3 separate regions of the Mus musculus genome follow, and regions 2 and 3 are each linked to region 1. The links are chromatin contacts, called in public Hi-C and promoter capture Hi-C maps. All regions are on one chromosome and are shown on one strand. Each heading gives the region's core, a stretch centred on a gene start, on an enhancer-like site or on the middle of the called end of the contact. The rest is flanking DNA. Distances are from core to core; before and after follow the strand shown. Region 1 overlaps Fbxo25 (F-box protein 25). Region 2 overlaps Dlgap2 (DLG associated protein 2). Region 3 holds the start of Dlgap2 (DLG associated protein 2).

What was found. Promoter capture Hi-C pulls out the DNA fragments that hold promoters and counts their contacts. Hi-C and Micro-C count contacts between places; a contact is called where the count stands out from the background.
Region 2: a contact with region 1 is called in a Hi-C map of cerebral cortex, with 5 times the contacts expected there. The contact joins two enhancer-like sites. A contact is called at or near these places in 1 of 39 promoter capture datasets (the C10 cell line), 4 of 15 datasets of contacts at CTCF or cohesin (embryonic stem cells, large pre-B cells, pro-B cells and 1 more), 83 of 484 Hi-C or Micro-C datasets (B cells, the Ba/F3 cell line, the C2C12 cell line and 47 more), 2 of 115 datasets of contacts at active chromatin or transcription factors (astrocytes and bone marrow-derived dendritic cells) and 3 of 9 other capture datasets (adipose tissue, embryonic stem cells and liver).
Region 3: a contact with region 1 is called in a promoter capture Hi-C map of hippocampal neurons, with 3 times the contacts expected there. The contact joins the promoter of Dlgap2 here to the enhancer-like site in region 1. A contact is called at or near these places in 13 of 39 promoter capture datasets (the C10 cell line, the HPC-7 cell line, HPC-7-derived erythroid cells and 7 more), 5 of 484 Hi-C or Micro-C datasets (CD4 T cells, the G1E-ER4 cell line, cerebral cortex and 2 more), 9 of 115 datasets of contacts at active chromatin or transcription factors (CD8 T cells, T-cell acute lymphoblastic leukemia, VIP interneurons and 1 more) and 4 of 9 other capture datasets (adipose tissue, embryonic stem cells, liver and 1 more).

The regions. Positions count from the first base shown.
Region 1 is chr8:13,930,369-13,934,470 of GRCm38.p6, reverse strand. It overlaps Fbxo25 (F-box protein 25), which reads right to left. Exons shown (of 10, transcript NM_025785.3): 8 at 3,107-3,289. Among named protein-coding and RNA genes, the nearest start is that of Fbxo25, 25 kb to the right of the region's middle. Within about 2 kb of position 2,225, at least 15 of the 459 cell types and tissues checked have an H3K27ac peak or open chromatin away from gene starts, as enhancers often do. A contact at or near this core is called in cerebral cortex, cortical neurons and hippocampal neurons, where this site is marked.
Region 2 is chr8:14,122,668-14,126,769 of GRCm38.p6, reverse strand. All of the region lies in intron 1 of Dlgap2 (DLG associated protein 2), which reads right to left. Among named protein-coding and RNA genes, the nearest start is that of Dlgap2, 29 kb to the right of the region's middle. Within about 2 kb of position 2,354, at least 6 of the 459 cell types and tissues checked have an H3K27ac peak or open chromatin away from gene starts, as enhancers often do. A contact at or near this core is called in cerebral cortex, where this site is marked.
Region 3 is chr8:14,093,928-14,098,029 of GRCm38.p6, reverse strand. Dlgap2 (DLG associated protein 2) reads right to left here and starts at 2,155. Exons shown (of 16, transcript NM_172910.3): 1 at 1,889-2,155.

The DNA of each region.
Region 1 (4,102 bases), core at 976-3,475:
GGTAGCAAAACATGGCGCACACGCACACAATGGACTCTGTAGTCCCCAAAGGAATGAAGCTTTACTTCCTGCTACAGATACATCATGAAGGGCACTATGGGAGTGGAGCGCAGTCACAAAAGCCTTACTGGTGAATATTCTGCTTACACCACAATCCAGACCGGGAAATTCAGTCAGAAAGCAGATGAGGGGTTGCTTCGGGCTGGAGGGAGGCTGAGACGACAGCCAATGGCACAAGGTTCCTGAGGCAACAATGGTGTCCCAACACCAAGCACAGTGACAGAGACACAAACCGGGTAGCATCTGAGTGAGGTGTTACCAAAGGGTGTGGGCAATGTAACTTGGGCCATGAGAAAACAAGACCCATGCTAGATCAGGTCTGCGTGCATCGGAACTGCGGAGCCAATAGGCACGTCCTCGATCATTTAGGAAAAGATGCCCTTGTCTAAGTGTGCTATGGCCTTTTAGGAGTGTTTCGCTTCTTATTACTGAAAACAATCTCTTGTACAACATGTAACCAGCCACACCTTTTAAGGACTTCGTTTGGAAATAATAATGGAGCCAATGAGGGACTCTGATTTCTAAGACAGCCTGAAGAGCAGAGGGGCCGTCACAGGCCTGGCTGGAGCGCTCTCCGTGTCCTTTAAGCACCATGGAAACATGAGCTAGAGACAAAAATACCTCTGCCTTCCCTCCTCACGGCTCCATGCCCAGTGTTCCCAGGAGGAACGCCCACATGCCCGGGTGTTTCTCCTCTGCATAAGAACCTGGGGTCTTTTTGTTACTCACGTCTCACATCTACGTCAGCTGCTCACATCACACACATCTTGCCAGTGGCTCCTGCTGCTGTCACTACAAACAGCTGACCCAGGACCTACACAGCCTTCAGCTTCATTGAGGTGTTTCCTAGCCTGCAGTGCTGGCCGGACCCTGCCCTGGCTGTAAGCTACTGCTGATCCTGAGAAACCAGGAGCCTGCTGCTGTTAGTCACTCTTGAAGAACTGGTAACATCTCACAGTTCAGTTTTGTGATTCAATCAAGAAAATATGCATCAAAAGACGCTCTCACAGGTGCTAACGGATGATTCTACTCTAAGTTCTTATAGAAGGTGAACACTGTTGTAAACAGACCTTTAACCTTTACAGTCTTTCATCAAGGAACTTCCAGGACTCACAAACCAACAGTCAGCCGATTTCCTGAAGGACGTGTGACGTCTGGATATATAACGCCTGCCAGGGGTTCTGGTGGCCCAGGCCGAGCCCTGGCCTTGCCCTATGGTATCCTTGGAGGTAGGTCCCAGAGCAATGTGTGATGCACAGGGCCCATCCTAGACAGACATTTATTCATCACTCTATCCATGGCTCTAAATATTTCCTCCAAAAGATCAACCACTCTCTCCTGCATTTCTGATGCCAGCTCAAATCTAATCTCAAAAAGGAGGGGGCGGAAACACAGTTGCCGCTGAGAAAGAGATAAGAAGAGAGTAGGAAGAGTCAGGATGGCTAAGGATGCAGGGAGCAATGGACGTCCACTCCCACTCAGATGGAGTAGCTATGCCTCTTGCTAGGTGGGCTAGCCTGCCTACCGAGCCATTCTCAGGCCCAGCCTCTGCACAGCCCAGTCCCATGGACCCAGTTCCATGCTCACCCATCTGCAGCATCCTGGCTGCACTGCTCCATGCCTGAGAACCCAGAGCTTCCTGCGCTCTCACAGGCTCACTCTGGGTCTGGGCATCTCCTTGGGGCTCTGCTTAGGACTTTCCTAGGGTCCTGGCTGGGCACGTACATCACCCCTGACTACCGCCTTTGATGTCCACACCAGTGTTTCTCTCAAGCAAGATCCTGAGAGCCATATAAAAGGTGCCCTGTGTTCCAGGTGCTTTGCTGGACTTTTTAAGCTGGGTGGAATCTCAGCTGTGGCTAAGACCCCTGATTCCTTCTTCTGATGGGACCTGCTTTCTGCTCTGCCCACATCTGCCGTGAACCAGGCACACTCTGGCCCCCACGTCACAATGCTCCAGCATCCCAGGTATGTCCACATCCGTAAGACAGACAATGCATCACTCGCTGCTTCCTATCCTTGAATGAAACAGGCACTGCTTGATGCAGTGAGCCAGGATGCCCACATGCTGCAGAAACGCAAAGGTGGGGATTTCACTCTGGAGCAGGAGCATCAACTAGCAAGACACAGGACCTCAAGATGGTGCCACCAAGTGGGAAGCACGGGAACTGCAAGGACGACAGGCTGACAGGAGGGGGCAGAGCCAGAGTGGGACTCATCAGGGAAAGAGACCACTGTGACCTTTCCCAGGAGACAGGACACAACTCAGCTAGTTAAGTAATTTGGTACTAGGACATTTTTAGAATCATGATTCCTTTTCAATATGAAACATGAGCCTTGTAATTGATACAATTCAGAAGCAACTTTGGTATCCTCTAGCTGCTATCAAGTGCTCCCCACCTTCATTCGAGGGCAAAGGATGGTGGCCAGCTGGCCTGACTCAGGGACTGACCTGCACACTTTAGTTAGATCTTGGTTTCTTTAAAAACCACAGGAATATCGTGGGACTATGGTTTTGTTTTAACCCAGGTGTGGGATACGGGGCTGCTTCAGACTATCCACAGCAGCTGACTGTGACTTGCCTCGTACTCTAGCCGGGCTATGACTTTACCAGCTGTAGATAGTTTCTGCAACCGTGTAAGGTCTGGAATTCTAGGGGTTTTTCAGAGGGTATAAATGCTAGGGCCCCAAGAAGCCTTGGGGGTGGAGGGATTGGGTTGGGTTGTTGGTTGAACAATGGTGGGTGGGTGGTTGTTATTGGGTTACCATTTGTTAAACAGTTGTGAGCAAAAAAGAAACAAGGAGAAATCAGATATCATCCTGATGGTGAAGATCACACTGCCCCACAGAACCGACACTCCTATTCATCAGGAAGTCGTCTAACAATAATGTCACTCCCTTTCCAACCAGACCGATGGCATTCACAGTCTCTCTCCATTTCGCTCTATCCTTCCTTCCTCCTTATCTAGTGTTAGAGGGCTGGAAGGTGGAGAAGGAAGGAAGAAAGAAGAACCCACAAGCAGCAAGGCCAGCTGCCCGCACTCACCTGCTGCTCAGCAAAGTGGTACTGACACAGTCGCTTCCACAGCCGCCTGTCTTCACTGAGCATGTACAGGGTTGGTGTTACCTGGCCCAGGGTGACAATGTCCCAGCCATCTGAGAAACGGTACAGGATGTTGTTCAGCATGTGCAGGGGCAGGTCACTGAGTGTGAGGCCAGTGTTTACCTGCTGAAAGGAAGCACAGCGGTGTCACGTGGAGAAAACACAGGGGCTTCCTGCAACAAAACACAATGGCCATGCTGTAGAGACAGCTTCAGCAAGACTACAGCGAAGAGGCCATGTGCTCTGACGGTCACTTCAGTCTTCTTCACTGCTCTGCAGGGTGGTCTCATGGGGGCTACCACATAGCATCGTCTCATGGGGCTGGCACATAGCGATTTCCCTGTGCTCAGGAAGTTATCCTTGGACATGCCTGCCCCTGCTCTATTTTAACTAGAAAAATACCTAGAAAACGGTGGATCTGAAATGTGGAACTGCTGATGACATCGACCCTGCTTCATGGCAGCAAGTGAAGTGAACATGGGCTGCGCTGCGGTTCACCCAGGGACAGGCCTGGTGTCTGTGCGGCCTCCCAGCTCTATCTGTATCTACTGTTAAATCTCAGCTTCCTCCTCACTGACACTGAGCGTGTTTATGACGTACAATATGGTTAACACAAAGCAAACAAGCTTCTGTAGCACAGAGAGGGAGAAAGACGCCCAACACGGAGGGTGAGGACAGCTGCCAGCTGTTGGTCTGATAGGTTAATGTACAGATGCTAGGGAAGTGCAGGACTCAGGGAAGGGTGGATTAGCTGGATGACACACCTCCAGAGGATATGCAGACAGCCAGCATCACTAATCTAATCATGAGAGATGCAAATGACAAATGCAGTGCTGAGCTGGTGCAGGGGAAGTCTCAGGACTGTTGGCAGATGGGTGTGAATAAGCAAAGAGAAGAGCTGTGGGGAGGCTCCTGAGACAACAGAAACAGAACGGCCAT
Region 2 (4,102 bases), core at 1,105-3,604, 190 kb before region 1:
CAGCACACACAGGCACAAAGGAAAACCAAAGCTTCCCTAAGCATACCATTTTAAATGCATAGACTGGGCTTTGGGGATGGCTCGATGGGTAAAGGCACTTACCACCAAGCCAGATGACCTGAATCCCATTCCAGACATCCATGGGTTCGAAGGAGAGAACCAGCTCCCACAGATGTCCTATGACCTCCATACATGAGTCGTAGCATATATGTGTACATATATGTGCATATAACTTGTATATACACACATACACAAATGAATGTAATTTTTTAGTAAAATTTATAGATTACCAAGCCACTGTAAACCCAGCATGGCTTTTGGAAATTATGCAGTTCATGTTATCATGTTTTTGCAATGAGTTATATATCAAATGCCTGTATGTATGTATAAAACCCTTGTAGGAAGGACAGACAGAAGCTCAAAGGCCCAAACCAGAGTCCAGAAGTCAAGGACTGGCTCTGACTCACCTGGGCTCCCTAACACTCCAAGCTCCTGTTCAAGCGTTCTTTAAAACTTTCTACATTTCTGGCCAAGCTTTCTAATGAAGTGTGCATACCACAAACTAGTTAGTGTCAGATTGCATTAGTGATGGACCAAGCCTTATTTAATTTATTCTGGTCACTGAAACAAAATTGTATCTAGAATTTCATCCAGCCTTGGATAGATTACATATCTGAACTCTACGGGGCAAATTTTGATAGTTTTTTTTTAAGTCACATGGCTAGAATTTGTGTGAGCACTACTGTTCTTTGTCCAGGGTCCACTTCCATCTGTGGGAACCTATTGAAGTCTTACACTAGAGGCAGCATGCTACCTCAGCACTATAACATAGTGCTATGCCACGGTACTTACAGGTAATGGAACCGCAAAACTAACCACCTACCAACGTGTGGGACATCTTGTCACTTAACTCGTGGGACATCTCATCACTTAACTCATGTGACAAAACCCAGAGCAGTAAAAGCACAAGGACCCTAAAATCACAACCATTTTTTTAGTGGTTGTTTTGTCCAAAGACACACTAGAAGATTCAGGAGGGCTAAGCCCTCTTCTGTAGTGACATGACAGGAACATATAAAAGGTATGTATGTACATTTGATCTCCTTTCTTCTCCCCAAATGGATGGAATCACTCATGGGACATACGAAAATACCTGAGTAGGGGCTTTAAAATAATAGTGGTATACGGGATCCAAAAAATCTGAGCTGGATCTAGCCTGAAAAACCTACCCTCTGAGTATTAGCTTTCATGGTACTAGAAGGTCCCACGCAAGCCTCCAAGGTTGGCAGGCAACCAATAATCCTACCCAGATATGACAGTTATGGACTATAGCAGTGACAAGCATGGAATGATCACCCTAAGGGTGCAATGGTGGCATAAATATCCCAGCGTTAACCAACAGCTCTCTAACTGGACCTAAAGCCTTCTCAACAGAAGGGAAGTCATGCCCAGTTCTGGAAACCTAGGCAGCTCTACCTTGGTCTAACGAGGCCACGAACCTTGGAGGAAAGCCTGAAACTACTACTTTACTAAGCCAACATAACTTCTGACTACACTGTCAAGATCTATCCTTGTATTTACAGATAAGTTCTCAAACCTCTTTCCGCAACAGATGAAGATCATTACAGAGAACCACAATGTGTTAAAGCGCAGAGAACATGTGCTTGTGTGGTGCCCAGCCCCAAAGGACGCATGCACAGCATAACTCCCACACCCAAGGCTCAGGAAACTGTGGAAGAGCAAGCTGAAAGATTGTTAAGAGCCAGATGACCAACTGTGAGATTGTGTCTCCCAGAAACATCGGGGAGTTATACTTGTTATAAGAGTGCTGCCGAAACAAAACCTGAACTATGGCATGGATAGGTATATTAATACAAAAGAGGAAACATCTCATGGAGCCTTCACCCCAAAGAATTACAAGCAACTAAGAAATACTAAGAGCTAGAGAAACAGTCTTCTTCAAGGGAGACCCCCACCCCAATTTGTTATCCAATACCAAGTGGTCAGCTCTGAAATCATACACATACAGGTAAGAATATGTGGACTGTGTGGGGTGTGTATGTGGGGGTGGGGAGTGCTTCCAAACAACAATTAAAGAAAAAGATGCCATGAATCTGAGAAAGAACCCATCAGGGGGTACACGGGAGGGGTTTGGACGGAGGAAAGAAAAGGGGAAATGCTGTAACTATTTTAATTCCAAAAATAATTTTTTAATCAAAAAAGATTGGTGATGGAAGTATTTCCTCTGAATTGGAACAGAAATAAAAACGTTGCACCACATGTCCCTTCACTTCATGAGGCGAGAAGCCTTAGCAACTGTGCGAGCTGAGCCCACACCTATGCCTGCTCTTTGTCAAAATGAACCAGCATTGGTGGCAGCAACTCGCACAGCAGGACACACCCTGGATTCTGCACTTGGGCAGAGTCACGCCTTCTGGAGGAAGAAATCGTGACTCAGCACCTCATCAACACATTTAAACCATAAAAACTAAATCTGGTTACAGATCAGGGAGCCATGAGACATAAACAAGCCACGGGAACAAGCATGGCCCCCAAATGAGGCTCTCCAATTAAAATCCGGAAGTACGTCCAGAGATGCGAAGCACCCGGCACTCCATCGCCCTGGGCCCCCTCCAGATACTGTGGCTTCTGTGTCATTCTAAACAGGTCTTAAAGTAGGACACCATCAGAGAAGGCTCAAGGCTGGAGTTAGGGCCTTCCGTTTTGTGTTTTCCCATAATCCTTCGCTTTTCCAACTCAGCTAGCACGCGGCGACTCGTGCCTTTCGAGCATGCCTGATGCTATGCTTAGATAGCATTTCCCCTCTGAATAGCCAATGGGCCTTGAGAGCAAAAGCATGTCACGCCCTCTGCACCTTTCTCACCAAGATCCACATTCCTCTGCTAAATAGCATCTGTCATGCATCATGTATGTCTCCAATCACAAAGTATAACTCCCTATCTCCTATTCTTAACAAACCCTTTCAGCAAATCAGAGTAGGACCAGTTTCTTGAAAGGGCGTTATAGAACGAATAAATCGCACCTAGGACACACTTACACGCCCTCCTTCCTGCATCCTGTCCTCTCCTGGGTCTGCTTGTGAGATCAGGCCTCTCAGGAGCCCTCTGAGGCCCCCTAGAGCTGCAGCATCCTCACCCTGTCTGAACAGAGGACAGGGCATCTTGACTCTGTCGCTAGGAAACAGCAGCCCTGCTCTATACAAATGTCTCCTTTAAAATGAACTTTTAAGCAGCATGCAAATATACACGTGGGGTCACTCCAAACCTTCTATAAACCTAGCCACACTACACACCATTGTTTTCCCACACAGTTTCACGCATCACACTCCTTTTGAAGTACAGCAGCCTACTGTGTCCCCAGGATTTCAAAGTTCCCAGGTTTCTGAATTCCTCACTTTGTAACCCATGCTTCATGATGCTATGTTATCACCCCTTCGAAGAGTTGTGGGCAACTGGTTAAACCTAGCAAGTGAATCGGTCCCCTAGGGTGTTGTAATTACTGACATTTTAAGTAAAACTGTTACTTTGTTCATTTGATGTCTCTCAGTCCCCTCTAATCACACCTCCACCAATGATCACACCTCGACCGATAGCCACACCTCCACCGATGGCCACACCTCCACCCATGGTCATACCTCCACCCATAGTCACACTACCACCCATGGTCCCATCCTTGGAACTATTCCTGTGTTGATATGACGCTACCCTACCAGTTGGTGGTGAGCCCTGGGCGCCATGAAAGCAGCAGCTGTGAATGCAGGCCTACGGCTAGAAACTCCGCAGTTTCTTTTATTCTGCTTCAGTTCTTAACTTCACATTGTTTCCTCTAAAGAAATCCATCCTCAAATGAAGCATTGCATGCCTGAGGTTTTACTGATTGTCATTTTATGCCTCTCTGCAACAGATACATATGTGGGTCAAGAAGCCATGATATAAATACCTATGCCATGGGCTCAGGTACTCGTGTCCACAGATACTGAAATAGAGAATAGTGAGCTAAGTAACAAGGAGGGCTCAGGGGGGCAGGGCGTATGAATCTCCCTGGGAAGAGGAAATAGAATAGACATTTCCAGTGGGGCACA
Region 3 (4,102 bases), core at 906-3,405, 160 kb before region 1:
CAGGCAGCCAGATGTGGGGCGGAAAATATTCTAATTTGTTCCCTTCTAAGTAATGAAAAAAGTCACACCATCTAAAAGGAAGTCGTATGCACAATCTACAATTACCATGGAAGCCAAATCTGTGTGAGTCACCCTACTGCCTGCACAAGACAATTTGGCTACTGGAGAATCCTGATTAATGGCATTAAACGGCATTTTTAAAACACCAGAGTAACAACCTGACCTGCCAAATTTTATTATTTTTCATCATATCACCAAATTTTTCTTGGCCTTGGCTATGTAGCACCTTCCACAGGGAATATGAAGATGAAAATCACGCTATAGTGCACTTAAAGTCTATATACTATTGGGGAGGTTGGATTAAGTAAGTCAGCTTCAGATTTGTACACAACTCTGAAGCGGTCCTGGGTTACTTTGGGCTATTCTGTGACTCCGGGTTGTTTTCTCAATACAAATGCAATTAGTTTGTGGACTGTACAATAAAAGCCTTCTGCAAAACACAGGTGACTGGGATCCAAGGTAACGGTCAGATCTCAAGGTTGTAGGCTGATGTACCCACCTGGCCACTAACAGCAATCCCAAGGCTCCGAGTCCAGACAGCTCCCTCCCGCCTCCAAGTATTAGACGCCAGGAAAAACTGGTACGCTTTAATCTCCAGCCCTGAAACGCCCACAGCTCGGACTGGCAGAGTTCATCAAGAGCGAGGGCGAATTCGCTGCCCGTTACTTTATACTCTTCATCGATACAAGCCGGCTAAGGCTGATCAGTCAGTCACGCATTTGGATTTCGACCCGGGCCGGAATCCACATCCATTTGAAAAGAAGGAAGCGACATGCGGGCGGCTGGCACCACATTCCCGAAGTGTTTTGAGTTTCGGGTGAGAAACGGCTAAGCAGCCGCGGCGCTCCCGGTTCCCTTTCACCTGCGACACTCTACGCCCGCCTAGGCACTGCCTGCTGCCCTTCCCCATCTCTTCTAACTCGGTATACAGCCCCGGCCCCTGCCTCGGGTCCCAGCGAGCATCTCCCGCCACCCAGCCGCTCCAGGAGGATGGGAGAGAAATCCCCTGCCCCGCCCGGCCCCACCTGGCCAGCGTCAAGCAGAGGAGCCGGTGCCTGCCGCCCCCCAGCCCTTCGCCGCGCAGGGCTGTAATAATTACATCCTCATTATTTCTTCTGCGATCGTTAGGGAAAGAGCCCGAGAACAGCAACAGCAGCTGCCGGGGGAGGCTTAGTTACAAAACCCTGCGCTGGGTAGCGCTTCGCTTAGCAACCACCCCTAAAAAAGCCCCCGTGCTCCCGGCTCGCACTTGGAGAGCCCAGCAGCGGCCACCCCCTCCCAAGCCCGAGGCCCAGGCCCTGCCGGGCGCGAAGGCTGTTGCAAAGGGCACAAGTGGCCCCTCCCCGCCTCCGCGACCCCAGTGCCCGTACCACCAGCTCCAAGCACCTTTCATTCATTCCCAGTCTAGGTCCGGGTGTCCACCCGGGCTTGGGGGAGGGGAAACCCAGGTCGCACCCCACTGCCCCACCAGAGTCCCTCTCTGGCCGGGGCCCCGGGCTGCACCCCCTTACCCGGCCTCGCGGAGCGGGGAATTTCACACCTCCGCCTCGCTCCTGCACCCAGGGAGCCCGTGTGCCAGCAATCCTGCCGCGGGGCGCTGCAGCCCGGAAGGACCCCAGCGGCGGACCCCGGAGCACCAGCCGTCCCTGGGGTTATTCTCACGCTCCCGGATCGGGTCCCCGGGAGCCTCTTATCCCCAACGCAGCCACTCAGGCAGGGCCCTCGCCGGTCCGGCTCGCAGCACCGCCCCCTCCCTGCCCCGACGGCACTCGCCACTTAGCGCCCAGGTCCCCGCATCCCGGTCCCCGCGGCCCCGCGCGTCTCGCACCTTCCTCAGAGCAGACATCCTTGGGCTTTCCTAGTTCAGTGGGTGCAGAGCGACATGGCAAGGTGGCCACCCCTCAGGCCAGGCGGTGCGCACAGCACTGCCGCCAGCTCCCAAGCTCGAGAATCCTTGGGTCCGTGCGTCGATCCGCAGTCTGTCTGTCCCCCGCTGCCGCTACCGCTTATCGCCTCCACCACCGCCACCGCCAGCGCCACCACCGCCGCCGCGCGCTCCGACCCCGTTCGAGCCCGGCGCACGGTCGGTCCTCACGGCCGGCGCCTGCGCACTCGGCGCCCGGGGAGGCACCGGCGCACTGGGGGGCGGCCGGTGCGTGGCTCCATCTGAGGAAGGGCCCAGCGCCACGCGCCTAGGGGGAGCGCTCAGGCCGCGGTGCCGCTGCCAATGGCAAGCCTGGCCCAGAGGTCGCATGGCGCTCACGGCCCGGGAGCCCGCGCACAGCGGATCCCAACTGTTGCGCGCAGAGCGTTGGGTCACTCCAGGACAGTGATGGTTCCCGGAGGGGGAGCGGAGAGGTCCCACACCGCGTGTGCTCCGTGTGTTTGTAGGTCAGCGTGGGAACCCACAAGCAAGCCAATGCGCCTGGGAAGGGCCAGCTCAATGTGAACCGAGATGTGGGATCTGCAGACGCATCGGCACCCTGAACTCTGCACGGTGAAAGCCTATTGGGCTCCCAGGTCATAGAGAGGGAGCGATGGAAGATAGGAGCTCTCAGCACTGGCCACTAAGAGAGCACAGTGCTGCTCTGGGTGCTGTGAAATAAGACCACTGTTTCCACCTGTTACCTCCCAGCTCTGGTAAACTGCTGCTTCTGGGCTCACAGGAATCCCCAGCACCTTGAACAGCAATCTTTAGTCATAAACCTGGTCCAGATAGAGGGCTGAGATGGTGTCGGCCCTTGTTTGCTGCTGCACTCGGAAGCAAAGAAAAAAAACTATCTTTTTTTTTTTCCTCAGCGAAATCAGAAACACAACAAAAAACAGTCTGGCAAATTCAGCAAAATTAGCCATATTTTGATGAAACCTAATTAGATTCGTGGGGATACCCTTTTTAGATCCACTGAACAGTCAAGAAAAGTTTCTGTGGCCTAGAGTAAAAGGTGCTGACAACTAAAGACATAGTTTGGCACCGGGCTCTGGGGATACTCACTACACCTGCTTAACCTTGGGCCGGTCTCTAGGCTCCGTGTAAATATAATAGGGGGCTTTCGTCTCCGTTGTCAAGAAGTTTAAATGTGACCAAAACTTAATCAATAAGGTGACTATTTACAGAAAGGTGAATGGGTGTCGAATAGAGGAGAGACAGGTGAACAGCCCTGTATTTCCCTAAATCCCAAGATCTTTTCCATAAAAACAGCCTCCATAAGATGTTTTTTCCTATGATCAATCAACTGCAGTGCACTTTCAGAGCAAAATACTAAGGTGTGTGAAAGATACACAAATGGATCAAAGGTATCTGATGTGACTTTTTTCTAGTGTTTGTAGCACACTCCATTTGGATTCCACTATCGAAAGAGAGAGAGAGAGAGAGAGAGAGAGAGAGAGAGAGAGAGAGAGAGAGGAAGGAAGGAAGGAAGGAAGGAAGGAAGGAAGGAAGGAAGGAAGGAAGGAAGGTGGGTTTCCAGACCTCGAATAAAAAATCTAGACTGCACATCAAGTTGAAGATTCTAATATCCACTTTTCTCCTCCTCTCCACGGTGCCCCCATCTTCCGGTCTTCCATCTCAGGCAAACGAAAGGAGCACAGTGGTGCTTGCTGTGAGCTCTTTTGGGTCGTGGACTTGTACCAAAACAGAAAGAAAGACTGTCCCTGGGCACGCATCCAGTGTTGGGATGAAGCCATTTGACGTTATAGGAGTAACATGTGAGCATGAATGGCACTTGCTCCTATGAAGGAAATATACAGTGTTATTGGAAAAGGAAAAGGACAGGGAATTATTTGTGACCCTAGGGGAATACTGTGTGGTGTCATTACATACAGTCTTCCTCTAGGTTTGGCACACAGCGGGTCCCGAGACATGGATTCCAGTGAGTTATTTGAAAAACTTATTATCTCTGGAAACTAAACAGGAATAAAGAGTGGGAAAGGGAAAAAAGGGATAATGAAGGATGTGTCACCAAGGCGATCTTTCAGGCAACAAGGACTCGATCCTATTGAAGATTCTTAGTGGAATAGTCTGAGATACACTCCACAATTTCTT